Regions from separate parts of the Sus scrofa genome. Here region 2 is linked to region 1. Evidence: chromatin contacts called from public Hi-C data. All regions are on one chromosome and are shown on one strand. The core of a region is the stretch at or near the end of the contact, and the rest is flanking DNA. Distances in the headings are between cores, read along the strand shown.

The links. Hi-C and Micro-C count contacts between places; a contact is called where the count stands out from the background.
Region 2: a contact with region 1 is called in a Hi-C map of skeletal muscle, with 3 times the contacts expected there. The contact joins the promoter of AK4 here to the promoter of LEPROT in region 1. A contact is called at or near these places in 4 of 47 Hi-C or Micro-C datasets (heart right ventricle, liver and skeletal muscle).

The regions. Positions count from the first base shown.
Region 1 is chr6:146,984,073-146,991,412 of Sscrofa11.1, reverse strand. It overlaps LEPROT (leptin receptor overlapping transcript), which reads left to right and starts at 4,152. Exons shown (of 4, transcript NM_001145388.1): 1 at 4,152-4,210. The coding sequence starts at 4,195. It also overlaps a transcript of DNAJC6 not described here.
Region 2 is chr6:147,254,782-147,262,121 of Sscrofa11.1, reverse strand. It overlaps AK4 (adenylate kinase 4), which reads left to right and starts at 4,869. Exons shown (of 5, transcript NM_001044597.1): 1 at 4,869-5,241. The coding sequence starts at 5,097.

The sequences.
Region 1 (7,340 bases), core at 2,903-5,402:
CCCGATGAAATTCGACCCCTGAAGTCATGACAGTGGCGTTTATTTAAAAGTTGTTGGGGGTCTACTGGAACATCGCTGACACAGGGACATCCACAGAAAGCAAAGCAAGAATGAAACCTTTGTAGACTTCACACGGGTTGGATTTCAGTTCAGTGCTCTGACTGTTTCTCATTTTGAGGGGTAAGCAGTTGTTCCCCGTGACGTTAGTAGATCGTTTTGGGTGTGTGTATATGCAGGGGTGCAGGGGGTATGTATGCAAAGCAGGTGGGCAAAAAGATTTCCATGCTAATCTGAAAAGGTTCATGCTCAATATTGTGTAAAGCTTTCAAAGGTTGTTTTTCAAAGACAATCATTTTTGTTTCTATTTTTCTTATTGCAAACTCTACTGGAAAAGCAGCATGTCAAAAATATTTTATGTTCTCTACACAACTCTGCTTTTTTTCTCTTCTTTGTCCCTTTCTTCTTCTAATTCTTTTTTTTTTTTGATTAAAAGATTCATTATTTATGTTATGGTTTGCTGACAATGTGAAACTCACAGAAAATGTTCTCTTTTTAAATATACAGCTGCAAACTGTTCAAAGGAACCATAAAAAAAAACCCTAGGTGTTATTTATTAACATATTATAAAATAATGTTTGATGCAGTATGTGCTTGTCTTATGTAAAACTGGAATGTGAGACACGTTGCTGTGACTTTTTTTTCTCATTCACATTTGTAGATATTGTGTGAACTACAGTATATAATGATAATAATTAAAAGGCTATGTGAATGTCACGTACATTTTGAAATGATAGAACTATATTAGCTTTGTATCATGTTTGGATAATTCATCAATGTTCACAGTTTAAAACATCATTAAACATTATATAATTAGCAATGAGAAAGAATCTTACCTAACTTAAATTTGGGATGTTCCCTGTCTCTTCTCCAGATACATTATAATTCTGGACCTCTATTTATCTCAAAACTCTTAACATGTGCAGACCAACAGGTTTTTGCATTCCTTTTAAATATCTTGGTTGTGACAGAGCTTGTTGTTGATCAGATTCACTGTTTCATTCATATTTATTGTAATATATTTTTTGTTTTGTAAATATGTTACACTCAAAATGTGATCGGTCTAAAATATTTGTAATGTATATTAAAAGGCTCGAAAATATTTGTAGAAATGTAAGTTATTTTTGCACCCAGGAATATGATGACAAGCTTGAATTATACTTTCTGACATGATTCACTTTTACGAAAAATTATGAGGAAAGAATATGAAAAACCTATAATACATTTGCACCAAAACATAATCTGACAGGATTTCTTGGTTTATGCTTTTTTTTTTTTTCTTTCTGTCTTTTTAGGGCCACACCCGCGGCCTATGGAAGTTCCCAGGCTAGGGGGTCCAATCAGAGCTGTGACTGCTGGTGTACGCCTCGGCCACAGCAACACGGGGTCTGAGCTGTGTCTGCGGTCTACACCACAGCTCACGGCAACGCCAGATCCTTAACCCACTGAGTGAGGCCAGGGATCGAACCTGTGTCCTCATGGATATTAGTTGGGTTTGTTACCGCTGAGCCACAACGGGAACTCCAGCTTTGGTCCTTTTTTCTTCTCCCTGGGCTGATAGAGAGCTGCATACATAAAACAGCAGACTTCCACTGTAAGTTCTGTAAGGGGAGTGGTTGGCTGTGTGTAAAGAAATGGTGGTTGAGAGGGAGGAAAACCAACACTGACTGATTTCGATAGTGCCGCATCATACTTGCATTTAACTTAAGCAGTGACTTGGGAGCCACTGCCTCTATCTTGCATGCACTGCCCTAGGTGCTCTTACCTATATAAATTTTTCTCATTTAATTTTCAAAACGTTCTGAGAGGCAGGTTTTACAAATCCTCACTCAGGAAATGGAAACCTGGAGAGATTTACCCAGAGCTAAGGTTTGAAGTTAGATCTTTTCTGAAGGTTAAGGAAAGATTATACGACATAGGTGAACTGTATTTGTGAATTTGACCAGCATTTTGTACATACTGCATGCAAAACACTGATAGATATGTAAGGGAAAATAAATGATTGAATGGATTTGACTGTCCTGTTAAACATTAAGGACTATTATTTCTAATCACTATGGCAGTTCCTGGCTTCTTGGTGCCTAAGATCTACTATGGGGAACCGTTCAAGTGCTGGCCTGTCTGACTTCAGATTTAACATGTGGAGGCTTGAGCTCAGCTTCCCTACCGATGAGATACTATTTGAGCTGTAGTTTTCCCATCTGTAAAGTGGAGATAGTAAAACCTGGTTCCTAGTGTGAGAGAATTGGATGGAAGGAGGGAATATAAAAATTGATCCAGGAGTTCCCGTTGTGGCGTAGAGGAAACGAATCCAACTAGTATCCATGAGGACGCAGGTTTGATCCCTGGCCTCGCTCAGTGGGTTAGGATCTAGCGTTGCCGTGAGCTGTGGTATAGGTCGCAGAGGCGGCTCGGATCCTGCATTGCTGTGGCTGTGGTATAGGCCGTCAGCTGTAGCTCTGATCAGACCCCTAGCCTGGGAACTTACATATGCCACGGGTGCAGCCCTAAAAATTAAAAAAATTAAATTAAATAAATAAATAAAAAATTACCCATAAAGTCCTCTGTAGTCCTAGGCAGTGTGACAGAGGACATGGATCTTATTCTTCCAAGTAACGTACTAACAGCAAGTTAAGGGATAGGACTCAGCTTCTAAGGCTTTACTTTCTGTTTTTGGTGACTCATTCTCGGGGAAACATAAAATGGGTAAGTGGAAGAACAATTTTTCAGTGAACATCATCTGGCGAGAGGAAAACAGATTTTCTCAGGAGATGGCTAAAACCTCTGGCAAGATGGTTTTCTCTCTAAAGAGCTTCATAAACTGAAAAGGAAAGTTGGAGACAAATACTGTCTCTGCATTTTTCTGATTCTCGTCATTACCCTGGAGCAAACACCTTATCTTTTTGCATCTCACCATCTTTCAGTTTCTTCTAAGCCTGAGGCATTCAGACCAAGCTGTGCCTCTGAAGTAAGGTCATTTTTCTTCAAAATCATTTCTCCTTCTTGAGACTAGCCTCAGGCTGACGTGGAAGGTCCCAAGAAACCCTTACATAGTTTTCCTAGACACGGCTGGGTGCTTGGGGATGAAAAGGGAAACAGGAGATTTGACCCCATAGGAAATTCTCACCAATCAGGGGAAAGAGGCTTCCTCCTGAGGGCAGCTTTGTGTTTCAGTAAGGTAGCTAGAAATCCAGGCTTCCAGTTTGGGGCCGTGGAGAGTTTTCCCTGAATGCTTTAACTCAACATAGGGAAAGAGAAGTTGACAATAATGTGCTCAATGTACAGTTTTGAGAAAGGAAGCAGAGTAGTGAGCCTGAAAGGTGGTGGTGGTGAAAATTTGTACTTATGTAGCAAGGGGAGCCGGATTCTCCACGAACCCCTCGATCTTTCAATCCTGTGTAAAATTAAGAAAAAGTAATCGAAGAGGAGCAGCACCGTAAAATGGAGGGGTTCTCAGCTAGAAAGAGGGGTAAGTGGCCCATAATCCAACCTCCTGCAAAGAGTTGTGTGAAGCAGGCAAGTCCTATCCTTTCTGAGCCTCCTTCTGAAAAGGATGAACCAGGGCGGGAATTATGCAGAAGCTCAGGACCTAGAGGGAGAGCTCGGGGATCAAGGTCGGGGTAACCCTAAGAGAGCAGGACGGGGCTCTGGGTGGCACGGCTGGAGGAGATAGGTACCAGCAGGGGCGGATTCTGTGCGGCTAGGTTGGAGAGCTGGACTGTCAGGGGCGGGGCTCTGAGTGACTGGGCGGGAGGAGAGCCGGACCTGCAGGGGTGGGGCTCTGATTGGACGGAGCGAGGTCCAGCGGGGGCGGGGCTTTGCGAGGCGGAGGGGTGGAGACCATTAAGGGCGGGGCTCTGAATAGTGCGGCCGGAGGAGATAGGGACCAGCAGGGGCAGGCCCTGAGTGGCGGGCGGGAGGAGATCGGGACCAGCAGTGAAGGGCCTCTGAGTGGCTGGGGGTGGAGCCCATCAAGGGCGGGGCTCTGAGTGGTTGGGCCGAGGGAGGATCAGCAGGGGTGGAGCTATGCGTGGCGGGGCGGGCTTGGGACCCAAGGTACGGCCCTGGGCCGGGTCTGGGCGGGGGCCACGGCCGCGGCAGGAAACCGGAAGCAGCCGCGGCCCCAACTCGGGAGACATGGCTGGCGTTAAAGGTACACCGGAGGTCCCCGGCTCGCTGGTCCTTTGGTGGGGTTGTGCCTCGGCTCCGGGCTAAGCCTGGAGCTGCGCCTTCAGCGCGTGGGCGGGGAACGGCTTCCCCCAGACCCGTCACCCTGCTCGCCTCTCTGGGTGGGAAGGAGCTCTCCTGCTCCCTTGGCCCCTTGGGGTGCGGGTGGAGGCGTGTTTCGGGCAACCTCACCCTTTTTTCTGCAAGACTGCTAGTCTGAGTGCTTTCTCCCGCGTCTCCGGGACGCTCCACGCGGAGCCCTCGCTGGGAGATCCTGGCTAGCCGTGGAGGCATCACCTCCCTGCTCCGTCCCAGTTCCTTGGAGCGTCGTCCCACCCGCTCCTATGCCGAGTTTTAAACTAGGTTTTCACTTCCTGACATGTCCATCCTAACGCCTCTCTTCCCTTTTCCTGCAACTTCGCTGAGTTTCCCATTTCTTCCAGAGGAGCCATTGTCTCCAGTGTTCCCGGAATTGGGACACTGAAATATGTTGTTCCTAATGATTTTTCCAGTTGGGCAGAGTTGGCTTCAAGCGGGTGTCAGCAGAAAGCACCCTGAAATGCTGTTTCTCGTAACTGTGGAGAATGGGTGCACGTTGATCGCCCCTTTTATCAGTGTTTATTCATTTATGGACAGACAAGAAGATAGTGTTTGCGCTGTACTTGCTTTTGGATGGGGCATTTGATTTTAAAAAAGAGGGTACCAAAAACACCAGTTCCCTCATCTACGTGCCTTCAGAGGGACTGGGGATGTGACTGGGAGAGGTCGGAAGTCATCCTTTTGGTTTGGTAAGACGCCTTTTGATTTCTGATCTTTTGAATAGAGTAGCATAACTTGTTTCTACGTTGGCGTTCTAGCCTTGAAATTTATACCCAAAGATCTTCCCTCTCCAGTTAATCGGCATGTGCCTAAACATTCGTCCGGGTGTATTTGTACCCAGGCATGAGTTTATGATGAAATTTATCTGTGTGTGTAAACTGTTAGCAGCAGACGCATTTTCTGGCTGACTTTTACATGTGGCATTAATTAGTAAACATAATTTACTTGGACACTGTCCTCTGTGTAATATAACCATTTGAAGCTAGTGCAGGGAGTTTCCATTGTGGCTCAGCGGAGATGAATTCAACTAGTATCCATGAGGATGTGGGCTCCATCCCTGGCCTGGCTCAGTGGGTTAAGGATCCCTCATTGCTGTGGCTGCGGCGTAGGCTGGCAGCTGTAGCTCTGATTCAGCCCCTAGCTTGGGAACTTCCATATGCCACTAGTATGGCATGTGCCCTGAAAAGCCCCCCCCCAAAAAAAAAAGAAAAAAAAAAAAGAGTAAGCCAGTGCAGAAAACAGATGACAAGTGACAAGTATCAGGACTACACTGTGTTTAGTCATGCGTGGAAACTATCAAATAATACTACTTATTATGAATGTGTTAGAAATTGTGATGTGGTACAAAGGAAGATAGGCTATGAAATGAAAAAGGACTGCGAAAAGGAAGCATTTGCAGGTAATTCAGTTCATCTTTTAAAGAAGGACTACTGTATGCCTTTATGCCTGAGGCTTGGGATAAAGAGTTAAATGAGAAATTATTGTTGGGTGACAGAGCTGGAAGTAATTGTGCTCCTGTTTAAATGGCTAAGGTGTGCTAGGGTACAATGAGAACACAAATAGCTGTGGATCGATGCTCCTACATAAATGTGTTCAAGTTCTAATTGCCTTGGATCTGTGAACTTGACCTTATTTGGAAATAGGGTCTTTACAAATGTAATTAATTTAGGATGACATTGGGTTAGATGGGCTCTAACTCAATGACTAGTATCCTTATAAGAAAAGGGAAAATTAAACATGGAGACATATGGGGAGAACACCATATGAAGACAGAGGCAGAAACTGGAATGATGCATCTACAAGCCAGGGAGGACCAAAGAAGGCAGACAGCTACCAGAAGTTAGGATAAGGCAAGGAAGGAGACTTCCCTTAGAGTCTTCAGAGGGGGCATGGCCCTGCTAACGCCTTGGTTTCAGATATCAAGCCTCTATTACTGTAAGAGAATAAATTTCTGTTCTTCAAAGCCACCCAGTTTGTGGTTCATTATTAATAGCAGCCCTAGGAAACTAATACAGATGGGATTCCTGAACCCTGCTCCGGGGAGGAAGAGGACCACTTTCACAAAAGAGGCCATCCTTGGTCTGAATCTCAAAGGACCAATGAGGCTTCAACTGGTAAAGGATGGAGGGAAGGCAGAGTTTATTCTAAGTGGAGAACCCATGTGACATGGGGCCGAGGTGCACCTCGAGTGCTAGAATAGCTCGTGGGCTGTGAAAGCAACTGTGGCGGGTTGACACCAGCTTGATGTACTTGAGAGATCACTGCCGTGTGGAGGGTGGATTGGAAGAGTCATGAGATGAAGGCAGGCACGAGGTGATAGAGGTCTACTCGGGGGCAGCAGCTGGGCGTCTAAGAGAAGAAGAGGTGGTTGTCTCAGTGCTTTAGGGCTGCTATGACAAAAATACCATAAGCCGGGTGCCTTAACCAACACCCATGTATTTCTTAGTTCTAGAAGCTGGGATCTCCAAGATCATGGGACCAGCAGCTTTGTGGTCTGGTGAAGGCTGGCTTCCTACTATCTAGACAGGAACTAGCTGTGTCCTCACATGGCAGAAGGGGCAAGGAAACTCTATAGAGTCTCTTATAAGGGTTCTAATCCCACTCTTGACCTCATCACCTCCTGATACCATCTCACTGGGCCTTGGGATTTAATATATGAATTTGTGGGGTTGGGGAGGGGACGCAATCACTCAGTGTTTAGCAGTGGGTTTGAGTGAGGCTCGGAGGTTGAGTGCCCTTGACTTACTGATTTTCTAGGAAATAGAGTATAGGGTTGATGTTGGTCTTTCAAGATAGAACCTTCAAGGAAAAGGCATGTGTGGGGAGAAGAAGGTGGGAAGGTTTCAGTGTTGCACATGTTGAAGTTGAGGTCCTGGTTGGCTACCCAGACAGAGAAGTCCAGATTGGAGTTGGAGGGAGAGCCCTAGTTCTTAGGACCTACTCTGGGCTGCAGCATCAGTGTCGCTGGGCGCTCGTGGTACTGGGGAGCTTTGGTTTTAATGCGGTGTTCCAGAAAG
Region 2 (7,340 bases), core at 3,620-6,119, 270 kb before region 1:
TAAAGTTGGGTAAACAAGAGCATTATGCATGGAATGAGAAAATCTGAGATTGAACTCCTGCTGCACCACCAAATAGCTCTTCGACCTTGCTCACCTAACATCTCAGCACCTTGGTTTTTCTCATCTGTAAAATGGGGACAAGAGTCTCTACATGACCCTCTTTGCAAGCTGGTGAGACTACGATGCAGGAAATGCAGGAATGTGTAAAGTATGAACAAATGTAGACCTTATATTACCATCTAGTAAAGCTGCTGAGAGGCACCAGGGTTTGATGGTGAGTCTGGATGGGGAGGGAGATTTGCCAACATTAACAGAGTACTTGCTATGGGCAAAGTGGTATATATATATATATATTCTTTTTTTTTTTTTTTTTTATGGAAGACATATGGAAGTTCCCAGGCTAGGGGTCGAATTGGAGCTGCATCGCTGCCCACCTACACCACAGCTCACAACAACACCAGATCCTTAACCCACTGCGCAAGGCCAGGGATCGAACTGGCATTCTCATGGATACTAGTCATGTTCTTAACCTGCTGAGCCACAAAAGGAACGCCCCAAAATGGTGTATATTTTTGAAAATAGAAAAATGAATACAGGAGTTCCCATCATGGCACAGCAGAAATGGATCCGACTAGGAACCATGAGGTTGTGGGTTCGATCTCTGGCCTCGCTCAGTGGGTTAAGGATCCAACGTTGTCCTGAGCTGTGGTGTAGGTCACAGATGCCGCATGGATCCAGCATGGCTGTGGCTGTGGCATAGGCTGGCAGCTATAGCTGTGATTTGACCCCTAGCCTGGGAACCTCCATATGCCTCGGGTGTGGCCCTAAAAAGCCAAAAAAAAAAGATGTGTTTTCTTTTGTAGACTGTGATGCTTAGTATAAATGGGTTTAAAACCCTAGGCAAAGAACACAGGAAGAAGCCTGATTACATGAGTCTTTGGGATAAACTATCCCATTATGGGATATCTTCCAAGGGCTGGGGAGCCTGCTCAGTGCTTTATCTCCCAGTTTGGGAACTGAGATCAGAGAGGCTACGTAATTGTCCCATGGTTAGTCGTGGTGATGATGCTCAGGAATAAAGACTTATTATATGCCCAGCACTGTGCTAAATCCTCATAGACATTATCTCATTTAAACCTTACCCCAAGCCTATGAGATAAGTGTTATCAGCCTTTAATAGATAAGCAAACCAAGGCTCCAGAGGCTCACAGAGTTTGTGAATGGTGTGTTGTTTGACTCTAAAACCCATTTCTTCCAGTTCTACTGCTTCCAATCAGCAGCTGAGTCATGGGACCATGAGGAAGGCTGTGCACAGGAGGGTCCATTCAGGGCTCTTGTGAAATGTTAGGTTCCAATCTCAGCTGGGCTTCTCTAGGGTCATTGATGTCACAACTCCTCTTTCCATTTCAAAATGCATGTTCCTCAGCTCCTAAAGCACCACTTCCTAGGGCTGTGTGAGTGGCTCCTACAGCTGCCTGACACCATAAGGTGATGTCGGTCAAGACATTTCAAAAGTAAGCAAAAGCACTGGGGGAGAGGGCAAGGGAAGATGTCCACATCTAATTTGTGGGGGCTAGAAGCTTTAGTTCCTGTGGGAACTTAAAGAATCAATTCTCAGGAGTTCCCGTCGTGGCACAGTGGTTAACGAATCCGACTAGGAACCATGAGGTTTCGGGTTCGGTCCCTGCCCTTGCTCAGTGGGTTAACGATCCGGCATTGCTGTGAGCTGTGGTGTAGGTTGCAGACGTGGCTTGGATCCCTCGTTGCTGTGGCTCTGGCGTAGCCGGCGGCTACAGCTCCAATTCGACCCCTAGCCTGGGAACCTCCATATGCCGTGGGAGCGGCCCTAGAAATGGCAAAAAGACAAAAAAAAAAAAAAAAAAAAAAAAAAAGAAAAAAGAAAAAGAATCAATTCTCAGTAAATACAAAGGGAACTTTGGCTTGTGCTAAATCCAATCTCATTTTAGAAAGAGAACAGGTTAAGGGCCAAAGGCCTATAAGCAGGCAGAGGAATCAATAGACTGCATACCTCCCGGGTCTCAATGCTTATTTCCCAAGAGCATTGGTTTTCAAAGAGGGCTCCCATGTCAGGAGTCCTAGAACTACCTGGGAATTTGTTAGAAATGCCCACTTCAGGGTTAGGGATCTGGTGTTGCTGTGAGCTGCGGTGCACGGCTGCAGATCCCATGTTGCTGTGGCTCTGGCGCAGGCTGGCAGCTGTAGCTCTGATGAAACCCCCAAGCTGGGAACCTCCATATGCCAAAGGTGCGGCCCTAAAAAAAAAAAAAAATGCAGACTTCAGTCTTACAGAATCTGAAACTGTGAACATGGGTCTCATCAATCCTTTTTTTTTTTTTTTTTTAAGGGCCGCACCTGCAGCATATGGAAGTTCCCAGGGTCAAAGTGGAGCTGCAGCTGCCAGCCTAGGCCTCAGCCACAGCAGTGCCAGGTCTGAGCCACATCTTCAACCCACACAGCAGCTCACAGTAACACTAGATCCTTAACCTGCTGAGCGAGGCCAGAGATCAAAACTCACGGATACCAGTTGGGTCCTTAACTTGCTGAGCCACAGCTGGAACTCTTCAGCAATCTGTTTTAACAAGCCCTCAGAGTCATTGTGCTTGCATGCTCAGGTTTGAGAATGACTGCAAAGTAATTGCTATACATTATGCAGCACATGGCTGGAAGAATAGGGGAGATTTAAGTTACCCCCTATCCCCAGAAGCTCTTTCCCCTCTTTGTTCCCAGGACAAGGACTGGAGGGGCTCAGTGTAACAACCTCCTGAGGTCTACAGTACACTTATTTTATTTTTATTTATTTATTTATTTTTGCTTTTTAGGGCCGCACCCCTGGCATATGGAGGTTCCTAGACTAGGGGTCGAATCAGAGCTCCAGCTGTCAGTCTACACCACAGCCACGGCAATACCAGATCCAAGCCGAGTCTTCGACCTACACCAGAGCTCATGGCGATGCCAGATCCTTAACCCACTGAGCTTGATCAGGGATTGAACCCACAATCTCATGATTACTAGTCAGATTCATTTCCACTGTGCCACAATGGGAACTCCCACACTCAGATATTTTAGACAGGGATATGAGCCTATGGAACTGGTCTAAAACTGGGGGGAGGGAGTGGTGCTGGGTGTGCTCTCAGGTGGCCAGAGACCCTCTGGCCATGAGTGTGTGGAGGAGGCAATGGAGGGGAATGGCTAGGCTCTGGGGCATCATACTAGGCACCCTCAGCCCCTAGCCCCTTAACACAGAGTAGCCAGGAATCCAGAGAATGCTCTTCCCCACACCGTCCCTCCAAATCTGAGAGCCAGGGCTGGAGGCACTAAGCACCCCGCAGTGGTTTCCCCAAAGGCGGGAGGCAGGATCCAGGAGGCCAGCGGAAGGAGGGCAAAGGAGCTGAGCAAACGGATGCAAAGGTGTATGGGAGGCACCCGTGTGCCCTGCTGACGATTTTTTGCTTTATGCTAAAGGGATAATAATATCTGAGGCGAAGAAATAGAAATTGATTTGCACTTAAGCAGTATCTCTGGCAGCTGCATCACGGATGGCCTAGCGGAAGCCAGAGACTTGTGGGCTGGCCGTTATCACACCAAGTCCGACTGGGAAATGATGGCTGTGTGTGGGGTGGGAACAGATTTAAGAGAATATGGGCTGGGATATGCCGGCCAAGCGAGGGAGGAGATGGCACCCACTGGGACTTCGTGAGTTGTAAGTACAGTGCCAACATCGTGGCTTCGGAAGTCCTGGAACCGAAGACTCTAAGACCCTGAGCATAGGTCAGTGATCATGCTCCTCTTTCCCTTCTGGGCTTTGGAGTCTGGCAGTTGAGAATTCAAAACTCCTGCGGGAATGTAACTTCCACTTGGGCGGGATTCAATCTTTTTTGGTTCACAGCTATATGCGGAGAGACTAAAACATAGTAGGCGCTCAATAAATATTTGTTGAACGAATGAATCAAGGAATGCATGGCTACACTCCAAGCCTCCCTTCCTCCGCTGTGTGTTCCCACCTGGAACGGGAGATGCATAAGAAATCACCTAGCTCCAAACTTGACGCACAGTAGGCGCTCAACAAGTTGTATTTTTCCTTCCTCTCCACAGTGGACCGGGTCCCTTAAACGATTGCAAAAGAGGGGTTTCTGTCCCCTGTGTCTTCTGCACCTCCCTTCGCTCCCGCGGGCCCTACAGGGGTCTCGGGGAGCACGTGAGCCGGGGAGGCCGTGCAAGGAGCGGGAGCGGGCGCGGGCGGGCGGCTAAGCGCGGAGCCAGTCTCCCGGCTTACGTAAGGCGCGAGTCCCGCGCGCCCGGCCGGGGCTCCGAGTGGGGGCGGGCGGAGGCGGCGCCGCCCAGCGGGATCCGGGCTGGAAGCCTAGCGGAGTGCCGCGTCCCGGCCGAGGTGTGTGTTTATTTGGCCACTCGGGGTGGAGAGGCGCCGGTCTCCGGCTCCTCGCGGCGGGAAGCGCATCCGTCTCCCCTCGGCGGAGGTGGGCGCTGGGCTGGCCCGCTGCTTCTCCCGGGATGCAACGGCGGCCGAGGAGGGGCCGAGGCGCGGACCAAACGCTGCCCACGTGCGGGGACCCGGGTTGGGGCTGGGCCCCTAGGTTGCCCCGGGCGTGGGGCGACGGGGGTCCTGCTTGGGGTCACTGCCTCTCCCGGCTCCTGCACTCGGTAGAGACTGGCGTTGGGGATGCCCGGCCGGCCGGCCCCCTCCCCGGACGGGGCGTGGGGCGCGAGATCTAGTAAGGGATAGAGATGGGAGGGGCCGGGCTGACCCCCGAGTTTTTCAGGGCTGCCCCCGCTAGGGGCAGGCGCTTGGGAGTTCTTCGGAGTCGCAGCCTAGGGGCGAGGAGGGCGGGGAGGGCGGGGAGCTGTAGCGTGGCGCTTACTCCGCCTTCGAGCCGCCCCGACGCGCGGCTGAGGGGAGGGGTTGTCTCAAAAGTCTCTCCTTCCCCTGCAGGGGCGGCGGCGAGTCCCCGCGGGAGCCCAGGGTGTCAGAAGCAGGGGCAGAAGCAACAAAGTTCCCGGGTTGTGTCCGAGGCCGCGGTCTGGGTTGCTCGTTCGGCCTCCCCTTCCTCACCAAGGCAATGGCTTCCAAACTCCTGCGCGCGGTCATCCTTGGGCCGCCCGGCTCGGGCAAGGGCACCGTGTGCCAGAGGATCGCCCAGAACTTTGGCCTCCAGCATCTCTCCAGCGGCCACTTCCTGCGGGAGAACATCAAGGCCAACACGGGTAAGGGGGTGCGGGGGTGAGGGGCGGGGTGAGCCGACGCGGGATCGGGTGAGGCCGGGAGGCGAAGGGCTAGCGAGCGGCTGGGTCTCTTCGGTCCCCGGGCGCCCTTCCCCCGCCCGAGTGTGGTCGTGCAAGCTCCTACGTGCCGGGGCGCATGCAGCCGGGTGCCCGCGGCTGTGCGGCTTAACCGCGCCCGGGGAGGAGGCCGAGGCTGCCTGGCAGAGGGTGGAAGTGCACGGGGCCACTCTCTCCGCCTGAGCTCCTCTTGCCGTGGGGAAAAGCCGGTGACTACCCTGCTGAGTGAGCGAGATCCAGACAGCTGAAAACCCCGAGCTTCCTTCTCGCCCTGCTTCCTTAAGGCCAAGCCATCCCCGCCCCTTGGCCGTCTCCCGCCCCCTCCTCCGCGTCTCTGGGGACCTGCAGCGCCCCCTTCTCTCGGCAAAGCCCCCATGGGCCGAGCGCCGCCCACCTGTGGGAGTCGGGCACGGCCGCGCGCTGGGGAACCTGTGGCGCTGCGGGGCTCGCAGCCACGCGCCGCTTCGGGCCTCGGGGCAGAGCCCTAGGTGGCTTTGAAAGGCCTGTCTGTTCGCTGCAGCCTTCTAAGGTAAACTCTCACCACTAACTCCCCCTCCTCCCCAAGCCCGGGCTTGGCCCTTGGGAGACTGGATCATGTTAAATCCAGCTTCCCTGGATGTGTCTTGTTGAGAATGACTCCCACGGCTTGCGTGGTGCACTTGGAGCTCCAAGACCGCCCGCTCTTATCTTTCAGCGCGGCCCTTCTCACATCTCTTCCCACCCCTCGCTCACACCAGTTCCTGATGAATTGGCATTAAAAGGCGCGAGGTAGCTGTGGGGCCCTGCAAGGTACATAGCCCTTCTGGGATGTAGATACTCACAATTAGCAACTCCTTTGTGAAAACTTGATTTTGAAGACTGGGCGCTTCCCTGTCCTCGAAGTTCTAGGTGGTTATGGCCCATTACCGGCGAATTATCCAGCGACCTTCATCGCAGAAGCACAGATTAGTTGGAAGAGGTGGGTGGAGGACGGCGCTAGAAAACGGAAAGTCGAAAAGCCAGTGATTAAGAAGTAGCCCAAACGCAGAGTTTTATTGATTATCTCAAGCAGGTTGTAAAAGCAATCTTTTGATTTTCAAGACCCCTCCCTCCCCCATGTCTCTGAAGGTGGAACTCTGTGTTCCAGATTGCCCCTGGAATTTTCTCTCGTGGGTATTGTTACTACAATTGGGTCTATTTTAATTTTAATACCGCATTCACATGCATTTTATTCTGTGTTTGGAATGCAGTTGAGGTGGGGGGTGGGGAGAGCCGTGTGCGAGGGTGGGCTGGTGCTCCACCCTTGGGTTTTGTGGTCTGGTGGGGCTTCCAGGGAGGGAGATGGAGGCATGGGGAGGGGGCTGGAAACTGCTGGCATAAGATTGAACCCATTTTCCCACATTCTCCACCTGACTAAGGAACTTCCTTCTTTCTGGCATAGCATCCATCCCAGGACTGGATTAGCGGCGCTTTCCATTTTTAAAGAGAATGTGTTGGCGAATAGTTTATTTCTGCGCTTTTCTTAGAGGTTTTGAAAACTTTCCGCTTGGTGTTTTCCCTTATTTTTTTGTTTTTGTTTTTAACGTTCCTTTGTTCCAAATTTTAGTTTCCATTCTCTTTCAAATGCCTTCATTTCCCCCTCAGTGTTTCTTCCCGGAGTAAGAAGTGCATATGATGTTTAATTTTTTTCTTGTTCTGTTAGGAATCAGGTAGTTTTTGCATGAATCAACAAACTTTATCAAGGAGAGAAGTAGAGGAGAAATAATCGACAATGGTTTGTTTTGAAAGTGGCCTGTTTTTAGTGGACTCGGAGGGTGTTCTCAGATTATTTTTCTCTTACAGACGGTCTAAGAGTCTCAGGGGCTCACTGCCTGGTCAATAAGAAAACATTCCAGGAGTTCCCGTCGTGGCGCAGTGGTTAACAATCCGACTAGGAACCATGAGGTTGCGGGTTTGATCCCTGGCCTCGCTCAGTGGGTTAAGGATCCAGCATTGCCGCGAGCTGTGCTGTAGGTCGCAGACGCGGCTCCGATCCCCCGAGTTGC